2 separate regions of the Sus scrofa genome follow, and region 1 is linked to region 2. A link is a contact called in public Hi-C data. All regions are on one chromosome and are shown on one strand. The core of a region is the stretch at or near the end of the contact, and the rest is flanking DNA. Distances in the headings are between cores, read along the strand shown.

Region 1 (7,057 bases), core at 604-3,103, 570 kb after region 2:
GCACATTTTTCCCTTCTGGAAATATTCCTTAACAAAGAGCTGTCAGCTTCTGGCAGGCCCAAACCCAGCCCCACCGGGTCCCAGATGCCAGGATAGAAGGAAGCTGTTTCATTTTGGCATGATACGCTGGTCGTGGGTGAAAGAGCTCCCGTGGCTGTCAGGGGCTGTCCCTGGGTAGCAGTGCTGGCCCTGCCATCTGAGGCTAGCGGGAGTGATGGGGTTAGGATGCTGGTCCTACCCGTCTGGTCAGACTCCAAGACCGGGGCCAGGAGCAGTCTGTACCCCCAGCCCTCTACCAGGGGTGGCATAAATCAGGAGGCAGACAGTGGTTCTTTTGGGGACACTGGTGTAGGAGGGAGAATGAGCATCCTTCCTTTTGAAGAAGGGCAAAGTGGTGAGAAATAGACAAGGGGGAAGAGGCCTAGGGCAGGTGTCCACCAGGGTACTGGGAGATTCTGGGTCACTCTGCCACCTCCAGGACCCCAGAGAGGGAGTGGGCTAGGGAGGTTGGTGTGTTGGGAAGGCTGGGTAGCTGCCTGAGTCTCTGCCTGAGCTGGGAGCTCTTGGTCCAAGGAGGAGGCATGCTAAAGCGCTGAAGAGCCCTGTGAATGTGGGTGTGTTGGGAGAGGGTCCCAGTTGCCTGGGTCTGTGTTGAGGATAAAAGTGTCTGACCCTGTGTGTGTGTGTCCATGTCAGGGGCTCCTGAATGTCTGTGTGTGAGGGGTCCAGGGTCTGTCCGTATGAGTTGTTGGGGGTATATGGGTACTGATTTGTTGGGTCCCAGGTGTGTGTGGCATGCGCACACCTGAATGTGTGAGTGGGGCCCTCTGAAAGGTGTGTGTCCTTAGGTGGGGGAGGGGGTTCAGAACATCTGTAGGGAGGTCCTGAGCATGAGGTGAAGGTGGATTTTCAGGAAGCAGTGATCAAGACAAGTCAAGATCAGGGCTGTATGTGGAGCTATTGGAGTGTGCTGAAAGACCCCAGGAGTGGCTTTCAGGGGTGCCCTTGGCCATGGGGCTGCTGGGAGTGGCAGATGGGCAATCAGGCTGAGGTGAGGCCTGTGAGCAGAAATCCTGATTTACAGAGACTGGAGAGGGGGGTCCTGTGGGGTCAGAAGGCTCCAAGGCTGGTATCCTTGGGGATGGGGGTACGTCTGAGCCCAGAGATAGGATGTGAAGTGAGGGGAGGGACGGCGTGGCAAGGGGGTCTACAGATGAGAGGGGAACCTGAGGGGTTGGGACAGAGGGAGGGCGGGGGTCCTCCGCTTCCTGGAGGGCGCTTGTAGGGGGCGGGTCTGCGGGGTGGGGGCAGAGGGAGCCCTGAAGAGACCGGGAAGGGGTCCTGAGGGTCAGTAGAGAGGGTGGTCAGGGGTTACGGGCCCGAGGAAGCTTCTGGGGAGGGGGCTGCGCCGCGGAGGAGGACGCCCGGAGGTGTCGGAGGTGTCGGGGAAGGGCCCCTGAGGGTCGGGAAGCGTCGGGAACGAGGGTGGGCAGGGGCCGGGGCCCGAGGTTGACGGCCAGGGTCCGTGCTAGGAGTGCCAAGGGGTCCCAGCGCGGGTTCTGGGGAGAGGGGGCCCTGAGTCCCGATCTTGCCCGGCCCCCGCGGGCCGCAGCGCGGAGCCGCGGGCCTGAGAAGGCGCCTGGGAGGCCTGGCCCGCGCCGCCTACCTACCTGCGCCGAGCGCGCCGCCATCGCCGTGCCGAGCCTAGCCGTCCCCGGCCGCGCCGCCGGATCCCCGCCGCGCCGCTCACCCCGCAGCCCCGGCCCGGCCCCTTCAGCCGCCCCCCGGGACCGCGGCCGCCGCCGGCTCCGCCGCTGCCATTTCACCCGCTGACAGGAGCCGCTGCCCCACCCCCGAGGCCCAGTCAGCCAATTCGCCGCCCCAAGGAACTCCGGCTCCGCCCATTGGCCAGGAGTGACGGTGTTCCTGGCCAATCCGTGCACATTCCGTAAGGAGGGCCCTGGCTACGGCCAGAAGGTTGACTCCTTTAAGGAGAGAAGCGAATTAAACTTAGGGAAGCAGTGAGGGACGGGTGGTTTTGCCTATCGGAATGTGGAATCCTGGTGATCAACACATGGCAGGGCCAATAGCGAGGAGAGAGGGGTGTGTCTCTGAGGGAAGGCTGAGTCCCTAAGGAACCCCAGACAGGGGCAGGCAAGCGTTTGGGTCTAAGCCCCGCCCAGAACCGGGCTTTTTGGCCCAATAACGAGACGTCCTGGGACGGCCATTATTATCTGCCCCTCAAACCTTGGCCATGGCAACTGTTGGGCCTCTATAAAGAAGAATGACACCCAGGGAGCCAATGACACTGAAGGAGGGCGGTGAAGGGACGCTCTCTGGCCAATGAGTTCGTGAGATTGATCTGAGGTTGGCCTCCGGGGCGGTGGGGCTTGGGGCTTGAGGCTTGGAGTGAATGAAATAGGGGCGGGGCTGAGAGGGGCGTGGCCTAGATCATCGTTGGGGCGGGGGCAGATAAGGTAGAGGCTAAAGGGTTGGGTCCGGGAAGGGGGGTTGCCAGAAATCCCTAAGGCGGCGGGGAGGTGGTGGGACTGCAGCTTCACTAACTCCAACTCGGTGCTAGCGGTGGGGCTTTTGGGGTTGGGGTGTCACACCAAAGACTCAGGCAGGTCCCCTGCCCTCGTCTAGTCAGGGTTAAGTATATTCTCTGAGGCTGAGAATCTTGTTCCCGCATTAAACTCTGAGCACGCTTTTATCCTTGCTTGGGACACGGCCCTCCCATCCCCCACCCCATCTAGACGGGGTGTGTGTGGAATGCAGGACCTAGGTCAGGTCTCCTCGGGATCCCCAGCGTTTCTGAGAAGGGGCCCAGCCCATGGGAACTGCTTGTAACTGATGAATGAGCGAATGGCAGGCCAAGACCCTATCAACAGGAAAAGGAAGTTTAGGGGACGATCAAAACAGGCTGGCCCCTTGTGGGGCATTAGAAGCAGTTACTGATAGCCGGCAAGACTTAGCAAAAATGACACATTTCCACCTGTCACAGAAGAGAGAGTGACACGGTAAGTTCACAATGGAGGCTGGAAGTGGGGAGACGGACATGGAAACGAGAGGGCTGGAACCCAGAGTGGGGAGTGTCAGGACCTTCTGAGGTTTGAGGTCTCAACCTTCTAAATAGTGGGTAGGGGGGGTTCTTCTGGTTTGGGGAACAATGAATGACACCCAGCCACATTCCCTGCCTCTGTCCATCTGTCGCTGCATCTTTCTACACTCTGTACCATCTACAGTGTGTCTGTCTCCTCTCTCTGTCCCTGTTTCCTCTCTTAATATGTCTACCTACACCTTCTCTGCCCCTGTCTACACTCCCTCTCCCTATGTCTTCCTTCCCTCCCTCTCTCTTACTATCTACACTGCATCTATTAAAATTCTGTAACTGCAAAGAAAAGCCTCAAAACATATTTCTAAAAACTTGGTGGTAAAAATAAATATAATGCATTCCTTCTCTCCCACATGCCCATATCCCCAATATCCTATTATTATTATTATTTTTTTGTCTTTTTGTCTTTTGTTGTTGTTGTTGTTGTTGTTGTTGTTGTTGTTGCTATTTCTTGGGCCGCTCCCGCGGCATATGGAGTTTCCCAGGCTAGGGGTTGAATCGGAGCTGTAGCCACCGCCCTACGCCAGAGCCACAGCAACGCGGGATCCGAGCCACGTCTGCAACCTACACCACAGCTCATGGCAACGCCGGATCGTTAACCCACTAAGCAAGGGCAGGGACCGAACCCGCAACCTCATGGTTCCTAGTCGGATTCGTTAACCACTGCGCCACGACGGGAAATCCCTATTATTTTTTTTTAAAGAACGTTCCTTTGACTCCCTTTTTTTTCCTCTTTTGCTTTTTAGGGCCGCACCTGCAGCATATGGAGATTCCCAGTCTAGGGGTCTCATTGGAGCTACAGCTGCAGGCTTACACCACAGCCACAGCAACACCAGATCCACTGAGTGAGGACAGGGATCAAATCCCCAACCTCATGGTTCCTAGTTGGATTTATTTCCACTGTGCCACTACGGGAACTCCTGCCTCCCTTCTTTTATTTAAACATTTTATTTTATTTCATTTTTTGTCTTTTCTAGGGCCACACCCTCGGCATATGGATTTTCCCAGGCTAGGGGTCCAATAGGAGCTGTAGCTGCCGGCCTATGCCACAGCCACAGCAACCCGGGATCCTTAACCCACTGAGCAAGGCCAGGGATTGAACCTGAAACCTCATGGTTCCTAGTCGGATTCCTTAACCACTGAGCCACGACGGGAACTCCTGGCCACCCTTCTTTTAAAGCCAGCTTATGTGCTGGACATTTCATAGTGCTGACAAAGTCAGAGGGTGATCTTGGATTTGCAGAGTATGAGGCTGAAGTGAATCTCGTGGACCTTGTCCCCATTCCTGGGTGGACTTGGGAGCTGGGGAGGGGCCCTGTGGACATGATTGGAGATGGGATGCATGGTGTTAAATCAGGAAGGCAAGAGGGACACCAGTGTGTGGTGAGGGCCAAGTCATCACTATGGGACAAACTCTGACAACCTGGCTGCCCATGGTCCCTCAGTGTGGAAGTGCTGAGGAACCATAATAAAGGACAAAATCTTGGGGTTCGACCTCAGGGCAGAAGAGTTTGGTGTGAGCCACAACTACCAAGGAACAGAAAAACCTGGACTGCTCCTGGAGTTGGGAGACAGAGAGGCCTCAGAGGCACAAGCCTGGGTGGGGTCCAGGGCTGCACAGAAAGAGGTCATGGCCAGATTGTTTTGGGGGGCTTTCTTAGAAACTAGTGGTGTCTAGTGTCTGGGGAATAAAATTAAACACCAGGAAGATACACAGGGCATTTGACCCTCTCACACCCACCCTGCCATTTTCACACAAAGGATGGTTTTATTCTGGAGATGCTTTGATTCCATTTTTATAAGCACAGTGGGGGAAAAAATCCAACACATTTCTGTTGGAAAAGACGTTTGAATCCTAAGCTGCATTTAGCCAATTAGATTCCTGGATCACTTTGCTATTCGGTGTACTTAAACCCTTCCCAAGTGTATTTTTTTTTTTTCCTCCCATGTTTTTACTTGATTGAAATCATTTTTATCAGGAACATCTTTTTCCATGTGATTTTTGCAGTAAACATTTGATTCATTAATTGGGCTCTTTCTGTCCAATTGTTACCAACTGTCAATTCTACCTCCATGGTTGTTTTTTTTTTGTTTGTTTGTTTTGTTTGTTTTGTTTTTTAGTGGATGTCATTTCTTCAGAGTCAAATTTTGCACATTTAAATGTATTAAAATACTCTTCTCTCAGTATTTATCAGATAACAAGTTTTAGCACAAGCAAAATGTTTTTCTGGACTAAACTAAAATTTGTTTGTTGTGAATATTGATTAATGTGGGCTCAGAACTGATACTTGCTCTTTTTTTCTTTTCTTGGCTGCCCCATGGCTTATGGAGCTCTGAGCCAGGGATTGGATCCAAGCCTCAATTGTGACCTATGACGAAGCTTCCACAAAGATGCATCCTTTAACCCACTGTGCCGTGCCAGGGATTGAACCTGCATCTTGGCGATAAGAGATGCTGCCTATCCCATTGTGCCACAGTGGGAACTCCCTCATATTTTGTCTCATAAAGAGCCAAAAAGGGCACAATATAGGTAGTACTCCTATGAAGAAGTGGAGTCTATTTCCCTATCACTTGAATCTGAACTGGCTTTGTTGCTTGTTCAGACCAATAGAATGCATCAAAAGTGATGCCGGGCTAGTTCTGAGCCTAGACCTTAAGAGGCATTGAAACTTCTGCTCTTGGTGGTGGGATTTTATTTTATTTTTTATTTTTTGTCTTTTTGCCATTTCTTGTGCCACTCCCGTGCCATATGGAGGTTCCCCAGCTAGGGGTCGAACTGGAGCTGTAGCCACCAGCCTACACCACAGCCACAGCAACGCAGGATGCGAGCCACGTCTGCAACCTACACCACAGCTCACAGCAATGCCAGATCCTTAACCCACTGAGCGAGGCCAGGTATGGAACCTGCAACCTCATGGTTCCTAGTCGGATTTGTTTCTGCTGCGCCACGATGGGAACTCCCTCATCGTTATTTATTTACAAAACTTTTTCGGGGAGTTCCCTTGTGGGGCAGCAGGTTAAGGATCTGGTGCTGTGATGTGGGTTTTATCCCTGGCCTGAGAATTTCCACATGTGCAGCCAAAAAATTTTTTTCATCGTTCCTAAATAGAAACTCTGTCCCTATTAAACGATAATTCCTCATTCCCCTCCCCCAAGCCCTGGTAACTTCCATTATTTTTTCTTTCTTTCTTTTTTTTTTTTTTTTTTTTTTTTTGTCTTTTTAGGGGTATGCCTGTGGCATATGGAGGTTTCAAGGCTAGGGGTCTAATCAGAACTGTATCCACTGGCCTACACCACAGCTCACGGCAATGCCTGATCCTTAACCCACAGAGCAAGGCCAGGAATCGAGCCTGCGTCCTCATGGGTCCTAGTCAGATCTGTTTCCGCTGAGCCACAACAGGAACTCCCCATTCCGCTTTCTGTCTCTATGACTTTTCCTATTCTAAGGACCTCATCTAGGTGGAATCGTACAATATTTGTCCTTCCATGTCTGGTTTACTTCACTTAGCAAATGTTTTCAGGCTCATCCATGTTGTATTAGGACTCCATTCCTTTTTATGATAACCTAAATCATATACTGATGTATGTATGAAATATTTTTGCTGAGTGTCTGTCTCAGGGTTAAGGATCTGGCGTTACCATGAGCTGTGGTGTAGGTCGCAGACAAGGCTTGGATCTATTGTTGCTGTGGCTGTGGTGTAGGCCAGCAGCTGCAGCTCTGAATCAATCCCTAGCCTGGGAACCTCCATATGCCAAGGGCGTGGCCCTAAAAAAAGATGATAAATAAATAAATAAATAAATAAATAAAATAGCTATCCTAGTAGGTGGGAATTGTTATCTCACTGTGGGTGTGTTGGGTTTTTTTGGCCATGCCCACGGCATGTGGAAGTTCCCAGGTTAGGGATCGAACCTGAGCCACAGCATCGACCTAAGCCGCCTCAA
Region 2 (6,838 bases), core at 67-2,566:
AACAGACAGCCTCTCACATCTAGGTTAGAGCATCTTCAGACTGCAAACCTCAGTCACCTTGCCCCCCACCCCCACTCAGCAACATCCTGTTTGCTCTTACAAAATTTCTAAAGTCCGGCCCCACCTCTCCCTTTCCTGGTTCCCTGTCCTTTCTGAAACCTTACCCCACCCTTCCCCAGATTGCAACAACCTCCCCCCCAAAACCCGCGCACACACACACACACACTCCTCCACCCTGCATCAAAATTGTTTTTTAAATTAATGATTTTTAACCATATTAATGATAATCAAAAGAAAAGGTTTTTTTGGAGTTCCCATCTTGGCTCAGCGGAAACAAATCTGACTAGCATCCATGAGGACTCAGGTTCAATCCCTGGCCTTGCTCAGTGGGTTAAGAATCCAGCGTTGCCATGAGCTGTGGTGTAAGTCGCAGACGTGGTTTGGATCCCAAGTTGCTGTGGCTGTGGCTGTGGCCATGGCTGCCAGCCGTAGCTCTGATTAGACCCCAGCCTAGGAACCTCTATATGCCGTGGGTGTGGACCTAAAAAGACAAAAAAAAAAAAAAAAAAAAAAGCAAAAAAGTAGATACATCCTACGTACATAGACAGAAACACAATATTCATAAAGGCTACACTTGCCTAGAACTCAACAAACACTTCCTGAACAGTTAAATAATGTATTACAGACATCAGAGATCAAAGATCCACTTTATTGTCCCACAATGACCCATCCTCCAAATGACAATGGGTAATTAGATGGTGTTAAAAATTCATGCTTAGGAGTTCCGTCGTGGCCCAGTGGTTAACGAATCCGACTAGGAACCATGAGGTTGCGGGTTCGATCCCTGCCCTCGCTCAGTGGGTTAATGATCCGGCATTGCCGTGAGCTGTGGTGTAGGTTGCAGATGCGGCTCGGATCCTGCGTTGCTGTGGCTCTGGCGTAGGCTGGCAGCTACAGCTCCGATTGGACCCCTAGCCTGGCAACCTCCATATGCTGCGAGAGCGGCCCAAGAAATAGCAAAAAGACAAAAAAAAAAAAAAAAAAAAAAAAAATTCATGCCTAGAATATAGACCACATTCCTCTTTCTACAGTTCGCAAGGGCCCTTCATGACCCTCCTTGCACCTTGTCCATGTCCATTTTCTTTCCTGTTATTTATTTATTTATTTATTTTTGCTTCTTAGGGCTGCACCTGCAGCATATGGAAGTTCCCAGGCTAGGGGTCTAATCGGCGCTCTAGCCGCTGGCCACAGCCACACAGGATCCAAGCCATGTCTGCAACCTACACCGTAGCTCAGGGCAACGTTGGATCCCTAGCCCACTGAGCAAGGCCAGGGATCGAACCTGCGTCTTCATGAATACTAGTTGCGTTCATTAACCACTAAGCCACGATGGAACTCCTGTCCATTTTCTGACCTCCACTCGCTGCCTCCACTCTGCTCCAGCAATGCGCTGATAGCCTCACTGTTTCTTGAAAAAGACAAGATTTGTTCCTCCCCAACTCAAGCCACATGCACCAGCTTTCCATTCTTTTCAGAGCGCTATGGTCCCCAGACCTTCTACTGGCTCACTCTTTTTTGACCATCAGGTGACAGCTCAGATGTCACCTCACAGAGAAGCTTGACACACAACCTTCTGGGGGGTTTTCCTTTCTATATGAAGGTGTTTCCTTAATATAAGATGGTTTTCTGCATTTGTTGATTCATTGTTTCCCCATATTAAAACGTGAGCGGCCCCTGGTAACTGGGATGTTGGTCTGTTCTGTTCATTTTTGGGTCCCCAGTGCCTAGCAAACTGTAGGCACTCAAGGAATGGAGTTTGGGTTAGGTGATTCATTCCACACCAGTACATCCAGGGCTCTCCATACGTCTTCCTGAGGACGGTTAGCTTGCTTCCCGTCCTTGGCTATCTCAACGGACCCATTCCAACTTCAGAACTAAGCGCACTGAAAAATTTGACGGCCACTGTCAATTTCCTTACGAAGAGGCGGCTCACCAAACACGACATCTTTGAAAAAGAAAACCGTTTTTTATCCCCCTTCGAGGTATGGTGACGGTACGTGAGAGAATGAAGATGCTCATTTTGCAGAGAAAACTGAGGCCCAGGAAGCTTTTAATCCCATATCTCTGCGCACAGACTGTGCTAAATCTGCCCGATAGAACCGTCCTCGGCTTGCAAATCCACGCCGGCCCTACTTCGGCTTTCAAAGGAAAACCCGGGTGTCAGGCCCCGCCCCCTCGCAGGGCACAGCCAGCAGGCCCCGCCTCCGTTCTCGCGAGATCTGGAAGGCGGAAAAATGGCGCTGACGTGAGCACGAGCCTGCGGCCACCGAAGGAATCAGTGCAGCTTTAGCTGGAGCTGTCGGAGCCGAGGGAACAGGAGGCAGAATCGGGGCGAGGATGGTGAGCGCGGCGACGGGGACGCGGACGCGGCGAGCCAGCGGGGACTGGCGGGAAGCCGCCCGGTAGCGCTCACAGCCTACGGCCGACCCCGCCCCCACATCCGGGCACTCGCTCGCCGCTGGCTGTCACTAGGGGCGCACCCTACCCCCTACTTCCGGGTCTGGCTTCTACTGGGCCACGCCCACAGCTCTCGGGCACCGCCCCTGATCTTTATACAGTCGCCCCCCCCCCCCCCAGCCCAGCACCTCCAGTTCACCTGCATATCTCGAGCCCGGCTGATAGATATATTTCCTTCCTCAAAAATCTACTTGGCCTTTTGTGGTCCCTCCAGCATCTTCTTAGTCGCACCCTGTTCAGAGCCCCATCTTTCTCCACTCCCTTCCCCTGGGCGGGCCTCCCACCTTTCCAGGTTAGGGTCTAAGGCATGCTTCTTTCATATGGGTGATTCCTGAACAGGTACCCCCTTATACATTTGGGACAACTTGGCTCCCTCCCAGAGAATGGGGGCACAGGAGGCAGGAGCCAAATCCACCCTCACCCCCTGCCCTCCATTTATGGTGACTCCTTAGGATGGCGGCTGACTGGGTGATGTCTCTGGGACATTGGCTGCTTCAGGAATGCCTAGTGGTCTTGGTGGGGTGGAGGGGTGCCCCTGGCTGGCCCAAGCAGACCCTGGGCCCAGAGGGGTTCTCCCCACCTCTTCCTTCCACCAGGAGGAGGAACCCTCAGGGCCCAGCCCAGACATGCCGGCCACTGCAGAGTCCAGCTCCAGTGAGACCGACAAGGAGGTGCTGTCCCCAGTTATGGCTGCTGTAGCCACCTCCTCTTCCATGGGGGAGGAGCCAGCCTCTGACCAGGCAGCCACACCCCCGGTGTGGGAACGTGGAGGGTCTGGAGGGACCCAGCAGCGTGCCTCCCCAGCCCCAGACAGTGGCCATCCTGGCCCTGGACCCAGCGTTGGCCCGATCAGCACTGTCTCCGGAAAGAGTGAGGACCTGCGGCCTCCCAGACGACGCCCACCACCAGGTGACCTGTGTAGAAGCCTTCTGGGGGAATCACTCCTGGAACAATAGGAGTGAAGAATACAGAATATCTCCAGACTTGGGGCCCATCTAGAGGGAATCGCCAGTCACTGAGCACCAAATGTATGCCAGGCTGTGGATACAGTGAGGAGCCAGGCAACTCAGCTCCTACCCTCTGGCAGTTTAGGCCCTACCCACTAGTGGGGGAGGCAGAGGGTAAAGGCCCCAGTAAGAAACCATAGGGTAATTCCAGTCCCATAAATGCCCTGGACAGCATGGATGGAAAAGGGACAGTGACAACCCCTCCTTTTTGTGCATCCTGCAGGGAAGCAGATACCCTGCTCCAGCCCTGGCTGCTGTCTGAGTTTCCCCAGCGTTCGAGACCTGGCACAGCATCTGCGTACCCACTGCCCACCCACACAGTCCCTGGAAGGTAGGGCCAGGGTAGGTGGTGGGGAGTCAGGTTAGGGCAGCAGGCAGGCAGAGCCTCCTGACTAGTCTTGGCCACTCCTCTCCACTCCTATCCTTCATCCCTGCCCTGCCAGGCAAGCTCTTCCGCTGTTCTGCCCTGAGCTGCACTGAGACTTTCCCCAGCATGCAGGAGCTGGTGGCACACGGCAAGCTGCACTACAAACCCAATCGCTACTTCAAGTGAGACTCTGTCCACCCAGACCTCTGCTGGTGGTTGGTGACCAGGCCCCACGCAGTTCCCCCCACCGCTGATTTTTTCAGCCACTACCTGGGCTCCAGGCTTTTCTCCCTTCATCAAGGGGGCTGGGTCGGGAGGTGGAGGTAACCTAGGGCAAGCCTAACCCTTACCTTACCTGCCCAGAAGAGAGACTGGTTGCTAGAGCAAGTTCCAGGGATCGGGAGGGCGGAGCTTAGAAGGGGGGACAGACATACAGGAGCCCCTCTGCCCTGTCCTTCTACCTCCCAAGAGGAGAACTGATCACCTAAGTGAAAATTGAGACTCCTTCCTCATCTTCCCCGGCCTCTGACCCGGGGGAATCGCGACCCAGTAGGAGGACGCTTAGGGCAGACTCCTCCCCCACAGATGGGGGAATCTATTATTTTTGGGCCCAGGCTCCCTTGTCTCCCTGGAGACCCAGCCCAACCCTCCGCCGCCCCCAGGTGTGAGAACTGCCTCCTGCGCTTCCGCACGCATCGCTCGCTCTTCAAGCATCTGCATGTTTGCGCCGAGCATGCGCAGAGCCCAGCCCCGCCACCACCCCCCGCCCTCGACAAGGAGCCGCCAGTGCCGGAGCGCCCCCCGGAGTCCGACGCTGCGTCGGCGCCGGGACTGCAGTTCCCGTTGCTCGAGCCGTTCACGACCCCTGCCCCTGCCCCTGCCCCTACCGGGCCCTTCCTGCCCTACTTGAACCCCGCGCCCTTTGGCCTGAGTCCCCCACGCCTGCGCCCCTTCCTGGCCGCCGCTCCCGGGCCGCCCGCCTCCAGCGCCGCCGTGTGGAAAAAAAGCCAAGGTGAGTGTGGGTGCAGGGCCGCCTGAAGGGTGGGCAGGGCTCATTCTGACTTCTGACCTTGACCCGCCCATTTATTGCAGGTGCAGGCGGCAGCCCGCGAAGACCCCAGGGCGGCTCCGACGCGCCCTCAGGTGCGTGCAGGTGACCACGCGGGAGGGTGTAGGGGATTTCTTTCCTGCGCCCTGCGGGGCCTAAGGGATGTTAGGAGGCAGCGGTGCCCAACCCTTTTCCAGGTGGCCGGAAATGTCACCCCTGAAATACAGGATTTTGCTTTGAAAATTACGGCCCCTGCTCCTTCATCTGCGCCGGCGTTTCCGTGTAAAACTCGCGCCCGGTTCCCGAGTCTTTCCTCCCTACGTTGGTTCAGAGGATGGGAGAAGGGGACGCGAATAAATCAAGTTTAATGCCCTCAAATACCTGGGGAGACGCCCAGGAAAAACGGATCAGCCAGGCCAGGGCAGGCCCCGGGCGCCCGGGAGCTGATGGGGAGGCGGGGAAAGGTCCGACCCGCCCTCGCCCAGGGCCGGGGGCTGACCAGATCCCGCCTGCCCGCAGGGCACGCGGCCCCGAGCCGCATCTTGTGGGAGCACACGCGCGGCCGCTACTCCTGCATGCAGTGCGCCTTCTCCACGGCCTCGCGGGCCGCCATGACACTACACCTGGAAGACCACCGCCCCGCGGCCCCCGCGCCGGGGCAGCCGCGCCCCGACGCGCCGGCGGGTAAGGCCCGGGAGCGCGCGTGTGGGGAGGGCGGGGCCCCTGGGGCGAGAGGCGGGGCCGAGGCTCAGGCGACCCCTCTGCCCCACCCAGACCCGGCCCCGCTTGCGCGCCAGGTGTCGCCGCTGCTGTCAGAGGGGGAGTGTCCAGTATTCTCGCCGCTCTGAACCCCGCTGCGTTGGGGGGTGGGGAGAGTGGGTAGTTTTGTAATTTTCGGTGGGGTCGGGGGAGCCTTGAGATGGCCGGGATGGGGGAACAATAAAGGAGGCAGTTGAGCCAGCCTGTGCTGTGTCTGGGTCCCTTGCCCCTGCAATGCGTAGTGAGTCAATCGAGCCGTCCTGGGGCACACCCAACCGGGGGAGGGGGCAGGTCTCCCCTGACAACCTACCTATGTCCCACTTCCCCTGTCACTTCAACACTAGGATAGCTGTAGGTGGCTCTCTATCTTGTTCCTTCACTTCCAGAAATCAGAGGAGATGGAGGTTTCTGGTTTTATTTTAAAAGTCCCAGGAGTTGGGGGCACAGGCTGGGAAGCTGGCCCAGATGGAGCTTCCCAGATCCTCAGGACAATGCTGACTCTCAGGGAGGTGGCAGGGTCCCCAGATCTGGACATTCCATGGCAGCCCAGGGCTCAGGCCTCATCATCATCCTTCTTGCTGTCCTCCCCTGACTCCCTCTGGTTGCCCACTTCCGCTTCTCCCCCTGCCCTAGCCCTGAGAAGGGTGAGTCAAGGCCAGCCCTGGAGAGCCTGGGCTCCCTTCCTGCACACCCTTCTGACAAATAGGTTTTTTTCTTCCTTTCCTTCTTAAGAAGTCAGGCTGGGGCCAGGGTTCAAAATCTAGTACCATACTGCTGTCACCAGAACCCCATGGGTCAAAGCCTCCTGAGTCTGGAAGTCTGACATCTTGTTGGCAGTCATCCTTCAAGACGTAGTTATACCTTGTGCATCTTGCCCCCTTCCAGCCCTGCGATCCCTTAGCCCAGGCCTCAACCCTCGCCTAGTCCTGGAGCACAGGAGGCAACCTCTCTTGCCCTTCCCCCAGTCTGCAACACCCCTGGAATCAGGGGTCTCTTCCATTTGTGCCCCTCCCCTACCTGGTACCCTTCAATGGCTCCCCACAGCTCTTTGGATGAGGAGCCTGTTCTCATGGCCCACAAGGCCCTCATCTTGAACCATCTCCCTCCTCCTCCTTTTCCTAGGGAACATAAACATCCTAT

Evidence for each region. Hi-C and Micro-C count contacts between places; a contact is called where the count stands out from the background.
Region 1: a contact with region 2 is called in a Hi-C map of liver, with 5 times the contacts expected there. The contact joins the promoter of EVI5L here to the promoter of ZNF414 in region 2. A contact is called at or near these places in 2 of 47 Hi-C or Micro-C datasets (heart right ventricle and liver).

What each region holds. Positions count from the first base shown.
Region 1 is chr2:71,363,983-71,371,039 of Sscrofa11.1, forward strand. It overlaps EVI5L (EVI5-like protein), which reads right to left and starts at 1,854. Exons shown (of 19, transcript XM_013994706.2): 1 at 1,671-1,854.
Region 2 is chr2:70,794,548-70,801,385 of Sscrofa11.1, forward strand. ZNF414 (zinc finger protein 414) reads left to right here and starts at 1,317. Exons shown (of 8, transcript XM_021083890.1): 1 at 1,317-2,400; 2 at 3,114-3,426; 3 at 3,748-3,855; 4 at 3,968-4,073; 5 at 4,554-4,903; 6 at 4,984-5,034; 7 at 5,459-5,623. The coding sequence starts at 2,398. LOC110259349 (a long non-coding RNA gene) reads right to left here. Exons shown (of 2, transcript XR_002341673.1): 2 at 6,100-6,838.